Linked DNA regions of Sus scrofa: region 1 is linked to region 2. The links are chromatin contacts, called in public HiChIP or PLAC-seq maps. All regions are on one chromosome and are shown on one strand. Each heading gives the region's core, a stretch centred on a gene start, on an enhancer-like site or on the middle of the called end of the contact. The rest is flanking DNA. Distances are from core to core; before and after follow the strand shown. Region 1 has its middle 16 kb from the start of CHRNA9. Region 2 has its middle 17 kb from the start of RHOH.

Region 1 (4,833 bases), core at 1,211-3,710, 120 kb after region 2:
AAAGGCGTGGAGGCAGGAAGGGGGGCAGGCAATCCACCTTGTCTTTTTGTTTTTGTTTTTTTGGTCTTTTTAGGGCCGCACCTGCGGCATATGGAGGTTCCCAGGCTAGGGGTTGAATCGGAGCTGCAGCCTCTGGCCTACACCAGAGCCACAGCAATGCATGATCCGAGCCACGTCTGTGACCTACACCACAGCTCACGGCAACGCCGGATCCCCAACCCACTGAACAAGGCCAGGGATCGAACCCGCAACCTCATGGTTCCCAGTCGGATTCGTTAACCACTGCGCCATGACAGGAACTCCTTCCACCTTGTCATTAACCGTGTAGGGATGGCCTGACATGAGTCTGGGGGGAAGGCAGTGCTGAAAATATGAATGCCCTTGTCTCCTTAGGACGGTGCTTCATCGTGTGGATAAAGGGGGAGGGTGGGAGGGTTTCACATGGGAAGGGGGTTAATACACTCAGATTTGAAAATATCTGTGTAATGATGACATGAAGGCCAGACTCGAGGAGAAAGAGCCTGAAGCAGAGGGACCAGCCCTGAGGCAGGTGATCCCAGTAATCCAGGTCATAGTACCTGGTCATGGGTCAGGAGAGATAAGAAGGGTGGCATGGCTTTAACAGATGGGCATGATGAAGCCTGGTGACAGATGGGATGTGGTGGTGTAGGGGGGAGTCTAGGACACTCCCAGTTTGGGCATGGGATGATGAGCAGGCTGGCCCACTCACCAAAATCAGGAACACGTGAGGGGGCTATAGAAGAAGGTCGGGGGAAGGTGAATGAAATGTTGGCCATGTCTAAATTGCAGGTGGGCAGTTTCTGCTGTGGTGCAATGGGATCAGTGGCGTTTTTTTGCAGCCCCAGAGCACAGGTTTGATCCCCGGCCCGGCACCGTGGGTTAAAGGATCCAGCATTGCAGTAGTGGCAGCATAGGTTGGAACTGAAGCATATGTGGAAACTCCATATGCCTTGAGGCAGCCAAAAAAGAAAGAAAGAAAGAAAAAAAGAAAAGAAAGAAAGAAAAAATTGCATGTGGGACATCCAAGTAGAGCTGCCCAGTAAGTGACTGGTGTGTGGAAAGCTGAGCTCCAGGAGGATGCTGGTTTCTGATGGAGGAAGGCTGGCTCAGGCTTCTCTCTCTGCAGACATTCAATAAACATTGTTTGGAGTAGCTAATTAATGATTACAGGGCACTGGGAAAACAGAATGATGTTGCAATGTAAATGTGGATGCTCTTACAGTAATGGACTGATGGTTGCAGAAAAGCTCAGGCTAAATAACACTAATTTTTTTCCAGCTATAAATAGACCTTGTGCATTCGGGTTTTCAATTACACAGTGAAAAGAAATGCAGCAGCAGAAGCGAGGAAGAGGGGCAGAGAGCAGGCATCTTGTGCCTGCAGGGAACAAATGTTAGCGAGGTCCAGCCACAGTGGATAAGGCAGGGGTCTAATCTGGTGCAAAAGAGCTGAGCGTCTAATATCCTGGATTCAAGTACCATTTTCTCAGCTAACTGGTTAGGTGTCTATAATAGATTATCAGACATGTAATAAATGTTTGCTACCTACTTTTAGAGATACAGCCACAGTTTTAAGTTCATTCTAACCTCAAAACAACCTCATGATAGGTCCTTTATTATGCCTCCTTTGGAGATGAGTAAACTGAACACAAAGTTTAAGTGACTTACCCAAGGCCCCTCGGCTAAGAAATGGCGCTTCCAAGATTTGAATACAGTCTGAGCACAGAATCCTTTCAGAGGCAAACAAATAACTACTGTGTTATGCTGTCTAAAAAGAGGAAATATCACTTTGCAGTGGTTTTGGTTTCTTATCAGCTCACAAATTTTGTAAAGGGCAAGTGGCATGATTTACATTAAGGCCTAAGTCACAGGCATATTTTTTCATTGCATTCTCCCACAATCGGTCCTTCAAAGAAGCAGTGTTCAGAGTTCCTGTTGTGGCTCAGTGTGTTCACCCAACTGATATGCTTGAGGTTGTGGGTTCGATTCCTGGCCTCGCTCAGTGGGTAAAGGATCCCTCGTTGCTATAAGCTGTGGCATACGTCACAGACAAGGCTCAGATCCCCCATTGCTGTGGCTGTGGCTGCACTGATTCAATGCCTAGTGTGGGAATGTCCATGTGCCCCACTTGTGGCCCTAAAAAGCAAAAAAACAAAAAAACAAAACCAGTGTTTAATGGTTTGTTCCATATCTTTTCAGGGAAAGCTCTGGGAGTTCTTGTCCTTGTGTGACTTTGCCCTTACAGACCACAGCTGGCTCCCTGAGCAGCGTTGCCATTCCGCACTAGAGATCACTGTCTATTATATTCAGTATAATCATAATGACCATGTGCTTAGGAGTCTCTGGTTCCATCCCAGCTCTGCCACTTGGATGTGTCACTCGGCTATCTCCAAGCCTGCTTCCTCCTCTGTCCAACGAGATAATACTAACAACATCTTAGGGCTGGGCGGATTACAGTGGTATGGAGGTCATGACCAAGGCTAAGAGTCATCAAGGGCGCTGAGACAGAAATAGACATGGGAAATGGGGAAAGCACCTTCGGGAAGAAGGAACTGCAGAAGTCTCTTTGGGAGGGAACTCGGAGTGTCTGATACACTAAGAGACTCAGTCATACTGTCTTGTAAATTTATTAAGTAATTAGCATCCTTTAAAATTTTTAACAGTCAGTTTTTCCCTCTATCTGGAACATATATAACTAATAAAGCAACACTTATGATTAAAAAAATTAATTTCCCCCAAACATTGAAGCATTGATTGCAAGCCTAAATTACTTCTCTGATCCATCTAATTAAAATCATAACATGAACACATTGGATTTTCATAAATGCATCAAACACCTTAAAAAGCTGACAAAACACATGTTAATTATTGCAATAATTACATAAATTATCATGTAAAATGTATTTTTAAGTTACTACTACCATGGATTTAAGGTTATTTATTCGTTGCTATTGTTGGCCAATTTTAATTCTTATTTTTATTTTGTATCTTCCTGGAATTTCTAGTTCTGTATCAATTTGTGGTTGCGATAATCTATGCATCACCTCCCCCCCATACCAAGAGATTTCAGAAGAGCCAAAGTTGCAGATTCTAAGTTACCAAATGATTGATTCTTAGTGAGAAAACTAGACCTAGCAATTCAAGTCTGCGCCACGAGCCTTCAGGTTGAGCCTTTTAAAAACAATCAAAAAAAACAATCAAGTCTCATTTTTGATGTCTTGGAAATTTTAAGTCTTTTTTAAGTTCACATTGATTTTGAGGTTTGGAATCCAAAGGCAGATATTCTTTAGAATTTTCACAATCTATATTCCCCATCCCATAATTCAGTCATTTTAATATGTTGATCTGATCTGTTGATGTAATTGGCAATGTAGATATGCTTTATGAATACCTTATTAAAGTGATGGCATCATCTAGAGCCTGGCTACTCCAAGTGTGGCCCATAGATCACAGCATCGAGCATCATGTAGATGAAGAATCTCACTTCAGATCAGCAGGCTCAGAATATGCTTTTTTTTTTTTTTTTTTCCTTTTTAGGGCCACACCAGCGGCATATGGAAGTTCCCGGGCTAGGGCTTGAATTGGAGCTGCAGCTGTCGGCCTACGCCACAGCCACGGCAGCTCGGGATTTGAGCCACATCCACGGCCTATGCCCCAGCTTGAGGCAACATCAGATCCTTAACCCACTGAGCGAGGTGAGGGTTGAACTCACATTCTCACAAGACACTATGTCAGGTTCTTAACCCACTGAGCCACAATGGGAACCCCCTCAGAACATGCATTTTAACAAGACTTCCTGCTGTGATTTGACTGCATTTTAAAGTTGAGAAGCACTAATACAAAGAATTCATCTACCTGGAGATGAGGGAGCAAGCTTGCAGTTGGCATTCCTCTTTGGTTATGCAATTCATTTATCCTCTTGGAACCCCCTATCTCTCCCCTTCTTTTCTTATAGTTTGAGACTTTAACTGCTAAGACTTTCTGATACTTTGACCAAAAGACTGAAATCTTTTGGGCCTAGGACTGAATCTGAGGAATCCAATATTGAAGGAGGGGGTGGATGAGGGTGAATTTCCCAGAAATCTAGAAAACAAAAACCAAAAGCCAAGAAAGTTTGACCGTCACGGAACTCCGAAGCCAAGACCTTTCAAGGTCATATTTATCAGCTTCTCTTATTAAAATGACAAGCATGTGGTAAGCCCTCCGTAAACATCAGCCATGGTTCCTGTTGTTGATTAGTAGTAGTAATTTTTTTTTTTTTTTTTGGTGTTTTTGCCTTTTCTAGGGCTACTCCCGCAGCATATGGAGGTTCCCAGGCTAGGGGTTGAATCGGAGTTGTAGCCACCGGCCTACACCAGAGTCACAGCAACTCAGGATCTGTGACCTATACCACAGCTTATGGCAACGACGGATCCCAACCCACTGAGCAAGGCCAGGGATTGAACCCTCAACCTCATGGTTCCCAGTCAGATTCGTTAACCACTGAACCACGATGGGAACTCCTATTAGTAGTAATTTAAAAATGAAGAACAGGAGCTCCATCGTGGCTCAGCGGTTAATGAACCTGACTAGCATCCATGAGGACTGGGGTTTGATCCATGGCCTCATGCAGTGGGTTAAGAATCCAGCCTTGCAGTGAGCTGTGGTGTAGGTCGCAGACGCGGCTCCAATCCCGTGTTGCTGTGGCTCTGGTGTAGGCCAGGGGCTATAGCTCCGATTGGACCCCTAGCCTGGGAACCTCCATATGCCAAGGGTGCAGCCCTAAAAAGACAAAAAGACCAAAAAAAAAAAAAAATGAAGAACAGATGCTGTG
Region 2 (5,197 bases), core at 2,279-4,778:
TCACAGCAATGCCTGATCCTTAACTCACTGAGTGAGGCCAGGGCTTGATCCTGCGTCCTCATGAATGCTAGTCAGATTCATTTTCTGCTGAGCCACGACGAGAAGTCCCAAGAATTATTTACAAAGGGAAAGAATCAGACTGGCATCAGATGGTGGAATAATATTTATGCCTATTCAGAGAAAAGAAATGTAACCCAAGAGCTCCTTTCCAGTTTAGTACCATTTACCTGCCAGGGCAAAAGGGATGTGGCAGTGTAAGGATACCAAGAATATATCACTCATATGCCCATCCAAGGCAACTACAGAAAGAGGACTCCAACTAAACAATAAAAAAATGGGAAGAGAGATCTCAGAAAGGAGACGGTGATATAGAAAAAGTGGAGAGTGGAAGTTCCTTTGTGGCTCAGCGCAACGGTAACAAACCTGACTAGTATCCATAAGACACAGGTTCAATCCCTGGCCTCTCTCAGTGGGTTAAGGGTCCAGCATTGCCGTGAGCTGTGGTGTAGGTCATAGATGCAGCTTGGAACCAGCATTGCTCTGGTTGAGGCGTAGGCTACCAGCGGTAGCTCTGATTCGACCCCTAGCCAGGGAACTTCCATATGCCATGTGTGCAGCCCTAAAAATACAAAAAAAAAAAAAAAAAAAATTAAAAAAAAAAGTGGTGAGTGAGCAGTGAGTCTTGTAATATATATAGATAATGGTGGATTGGCTGGAATGTATTCTGTTTATGTTAAATAGTCTTAAGATAAATGAGAGTCACCTAATGAGAGCCTGGAAGTTGCAAAATTTCTCAGCAAAACCCAGGAGGTGGGGTTAGGGGAAGGGGAGTAGAAATGAAAGGCTTTCTGAAAGTATTGTCTTATTGAGGTGGAGGCAAAGTATGAGGAAATAGACTAAACTGGTGGATAAATAGTATCTTTTCACAGGCTAGTAATAAAATACGTGTATGGTGATGCATATTAAAAAAGAAAATAATCAGTAATGGAATGGGAAAGCATTAAATCATTTTGACATTATTGCGGGGAAAGGGAATAAATTATAACTTGATCATACTAATAAATATAAAGGAAAAAAGGGAATTAATGAAGCAAGTTCAATAGTAAGTATAAGCAAGAGAGAAGAAATAAATCAAGAGTATTAGCAATACTAGTAAATCCAAATGAGCTCAATCTTCCTATCAAAAGCCGGAGACTGCCACATTAAATTAAAAACAAACCCAGCTGTAGGTTGTCTACAAGAAACACACTTCACATAATAAAGAATTATTTTAAAATAAAGAGATTGGGCAAGCAATACCACATAAATGCAAATCAACCAACCAGAACCGGGAGAGGCAGTATTACTATCAAAGTGGAACTATTAATGCAGAGAAAAAAGAAAAACATTTTCTATATAACATATGAAGTATGTATCAAACAATGTAATAGTGAAATATTATAAGGACATAAATGTATGGACAACTAAATATATGTAAGGACAACATCATAAAAATAAAATTAGAGTAGGTTTTTATCTATTTATTTATACCTCTTTCAGAACTGGACCAGATCTAGTAGGGGAAAAATGAGAAAAACCATATGAAGATTAATATAATAACATATATGTGTTAATAAATATATACAGGATCTTACATTCTTCAAGCAGAGAATGCTTATTTATATTTTCAAGTGGCCATTGGCTATACATAAAAACTGGTCATAAACTTTGTCACAAAAAACGGTAAAATTTAAAGTAGAGATTTTTACAGGTTGTACTATTTGATGAAATTAGAAGTAAATTAATGAAATTAGAAATAATTTTTTAAAAGATAATTTAACCAATTATTTGAAATTTAAGGCTACTTTCCTATGATCACTTTACAGTATGTACAGGTGTCAAATCATTGTGTTTTACACCTGAAACTAATGTAATGTTGTATATCAATTATGCCTCAACAAACAAATACTGAAATGAAAAATTTGGGTAAAAACATCTACCCCAAAAAAGAGACTATCTCCTAAATACTCCTTGCTTCAAATTAGAAACTAAAGTTGAAATTGTAAACTAAAGTGAAAAAGGGAAATGCAACAAAACCAAACCTACAAGACCCAGTGAAATCTGTATGCAGACAAAGATTAGAAATATAAGAACTCAGGAGTCTTTGGTAGCTTAGGTTAAGGATCCAGTGTTGTCACTGCTGTGGCTCAGGTCACTGCTGTGGTGCATGTTCAATCCCCAGCCAGGCAATTTCCACATGCCATGGGGCAGCCAAAAGAAAAAAAAATAAATACAAGGACACTGTGTTCATCTTAAAAGATTAGAAAAAGAGGAATTCCCGTTGCGGCTCTAGCATCCATGAGGACTCAGGTTCGATCCCTGGCCTTGCTCAGTGGGTTAAGGATCTGGCATTGCTGTGAGCTGTGGTGTAATTTGCAGACGCCATGTTGTAGGTTGCAGATGTGGCTCGGATCTGGCATTGCTGTGGCTGTGGCATAGGCCAGTGGTTACAGCTCCGATTCAGCCCCTAGCCTGAGAACCTCCATATGCCTCAGGTACAGTCCTAAAAAGACAAAAGACAAAAAACAAAAAATAAAAAGACAAAAGTACACTCATATCTATTTATCCGCATTCAAGTATAAGAAAGAGCTAGTAGTAGATACAAAATGTGGAGAGTGAGTTTGGCAGTGTTGGGTGTGTACGTGGATTCTGGAGACAAAATTGAGAACAGTGGAAAGGGCTGTGATATGAACCAGGTGTTGTGAACTTCACAAGTGGCATTGTTTCTATGAAGCGCTGATAATTAAGATTGGGGAATTCCCTATTTTATTGTTTTTATTAACAGAAATAGACTTGAGTCAAAGTGATTCTCCCTGTTGTCACCCGGAAAGATAGTTTTGATTTTCTTGACGTTTCTCCTGAAATTTTATATTTGCTCTGCTATTACTTTTTCTTGTGTTGGTGTCATCGCTGGCCTATGGGGCCCATGTCGACGTAGTTACATCCACTTTATGGTTTCAAAATGTTGAGTCTAATTAGTGATACATGAGAGTGGAAGGATTACTTTCAGATATCTGAATGTTACAGTCCCTTTGGAGTAATCAGTATTGCTTTCTTTTTTGGAAACACTTTGGTACGTGTGAGCAAGGGATGTGGCTGTGCTTTTTAGCACTTATACATGGTCACTGATTAGCTACACCTTTCTTTCCTTGCTTTGCTTGTTTTTGGGTTTTCTCTAATCACTAATATTCTGAAGAGGTGGGGGAAAGGAAACGAATCTGAACACAAACCCAAGGACTGTTGCTTTGTCTGGAGGTCTTGGGTAAGGCTTGATTGCACGAGGCTGAAATCCACGCTGAAGTGTAAGTTGGCCAAGGAGTTCACTCACATCCCAGAACCACCTAGGGTCTGGGAGACCAGTGCCCTCCGAGACTGTGGATGACTCTCTTCCTCTTGATCCTTTAGGGATGGGCTCTCTTCCCAGTGGTAGCAATAATTCAGAATGGAGTTGTGATATATTTGAGGACCTTATTTCGACTTTACCACTAGGGGTCAGAAATTAGCCCATGAACCCGGCACGACTTCATCAAGAGTCCACTGGTAGATAAAGCTTTATGTAGCTTTCCTTTGTTTCCTACTTCTGATGAGGCACAGAATACTAATCAGATGGCTTTGAGAGATTAAAGGGAACCCCTGAATCTTTTTTTTTTTTGTATTTTTAGGGCTGCACCCACGGCATATGGAGGTTCCCAGGCTAGGGGTCAAATCAGAGCTTTAGCTGCAGGCCTATACCAGAGCCACAGCAACGCCAGATCCCAGCCGCGTCTACGAACTATACCACAGCTGAAGGCAACACTGGATCCTTAGCCCATTGAGCAAGGCCAGGGATTGAACCTGCAACCTCATGGGGAACCCTTGTGTCTTTTTTTGCACCAAATTTTAGCAACTGGCTTACCTGGAGTCTTCACTCTAATCCACCCTCAATCATTAACCTTAACATTTTTTTTTCTTTTGCCTACTCACTATATTTATACACACTATCATCCCAAAGTAAGAGTTCATTGTGGTGATACATCTAAAGATTACAAATAGAACAGAAAATGAACTAGGTAGACTTCTAATAAGTGTAGACAAGTGAACTCAGCGGACCTCATGCATTTTTGTGTTTTCATTGGAAATTGTTGACCATGCATATTTTTTCAGTGTGTATTTTTGGCCAGATGCTACCAATAAGATCATTTCCTCTTCAATAGCTATGTCGAGTTATGCATTAACTTAAATGATTGAGTTAATATGTCATGGGTCATTTAAGACATTGCAACTGTATTTCAAACATCCTCATTTTGTTCAGTGATTTTTTTTTTTTTACTTTATTTCCTCCTTGGTGTTTGGAAAGGGCTTGAAACTAGGGAAAAAGTGACATGAAATATATATTCTATATGTTTACAATTGAGAGATTTCATTTTTTTTTTGGAACTTGAGAATTCAATTTTCATATTTCAGCAAAAGCTGATGGGCATGTTTTATTTAGTGGTGTTCAGTGTGATGAGCTTATCATTTACACTGGGGTTTGATAGAGGCATTTAGATGTGTTTGGCCATCCTACTGGGTTGCAAATTTAGAGGTCTGGGTTTCCACTTTTCTCAACCTGTCTTCTGCCCTTGGCAAAGCCCTCCAAAATGAAGAACATGCTATCCTTGTCCGTGTCTGCTGTGGGCCGATCCCTGCTGCCGGGAACTAGACAGGAAGATGGGATTTGAGCTGCAGGAGAAGGCTGCCAGCCCCCCGGGGCAGGATGGGAGTGCCATCTTGTACCTTACCTATTGCTTCTGTGAGTGGTACCCCTGCTATCTTTGCTCCCAGGGATAGTGTTGGGTGATGATCTCCAGGCACCATGTCTGGTGATGTTTGGGCTTAATTTTGGATTGTCTCCTAAAATGTGACTGGGTGTTTTGTGTTGAATTTTATTCTCCTCAAATTCATATGTTGAAGTCCTAACTCCCAGTATCTACAAAATGATCTAATTTGGAGATGGTGTCTTTATAGAGACAATCAAGTTAAAATATGGTGGCTTGGGTGGTCCCTAATCCAATATACTGGTGTCCTTATAAAAAGGGAAATTTGGACAGAGATATGCATAGAGGGAATATAATGTAAAGAAACACAGGGAGGAGTTCCTGTCGTGGCTCAGTTGTTAACGAATCCAACTAGGAACATG

Evidence for each region. HiChIP or PLAC-seq counts read pairs in DNA pulled down with a chosen protein or histone mark.
Region 1: an H3K27ac HiChIP or PLAC-seq map of alveolar macrophages shows a contact between it and region 2. The contact joins two enhancer-like sites. A contact is called at or near these places in 3 of 5 promoter capture datasets (fetal liver and liver), 14 of 47 Hi-C or Micro-C datasets (alveolar macrophages, blood, embryonic fibroblasts and 7 more) and 2 of 2 datasets of contacts at active chromatin or transcription factors (alveolar macrophages and skeletal muscle).

What each region holds. Positions count from the first base shown.
Region 1 is chr8:31,424,446-31,429,278 of Sscrofa11.1, forward strand. No RefSeq gene overlaps it. Among named protein-coding and RNA genes, the nearest start is that of CHRNA9, 16 kb to the right of the region's middle. Within about 2 kb of position 2,461, at least 14 of the 83 cell types and tissues checked have an H3K27ac peak or open chromatin away from gene starts, as enhancers often do. A contact at or near this core is called in alveolar macrophages, where this site is marked.
Region 2 is chr8:31,301,378-31,306,574 of Sscrofa11.1, forward strand. No RefSeq gene overlaps it. Among named protein-coding and RNA genes, the nearest start is that of RHOH, 17 kb to the right of the region's middle. Within about 2 kb of position 3,529, at least 5 of the 83 cell types and tissues checked have an H3K27ac peak or open chromatin away from gene starts, as enhancers often do. A contact at or near this core is called in alveolar macrophages, where this site is marked.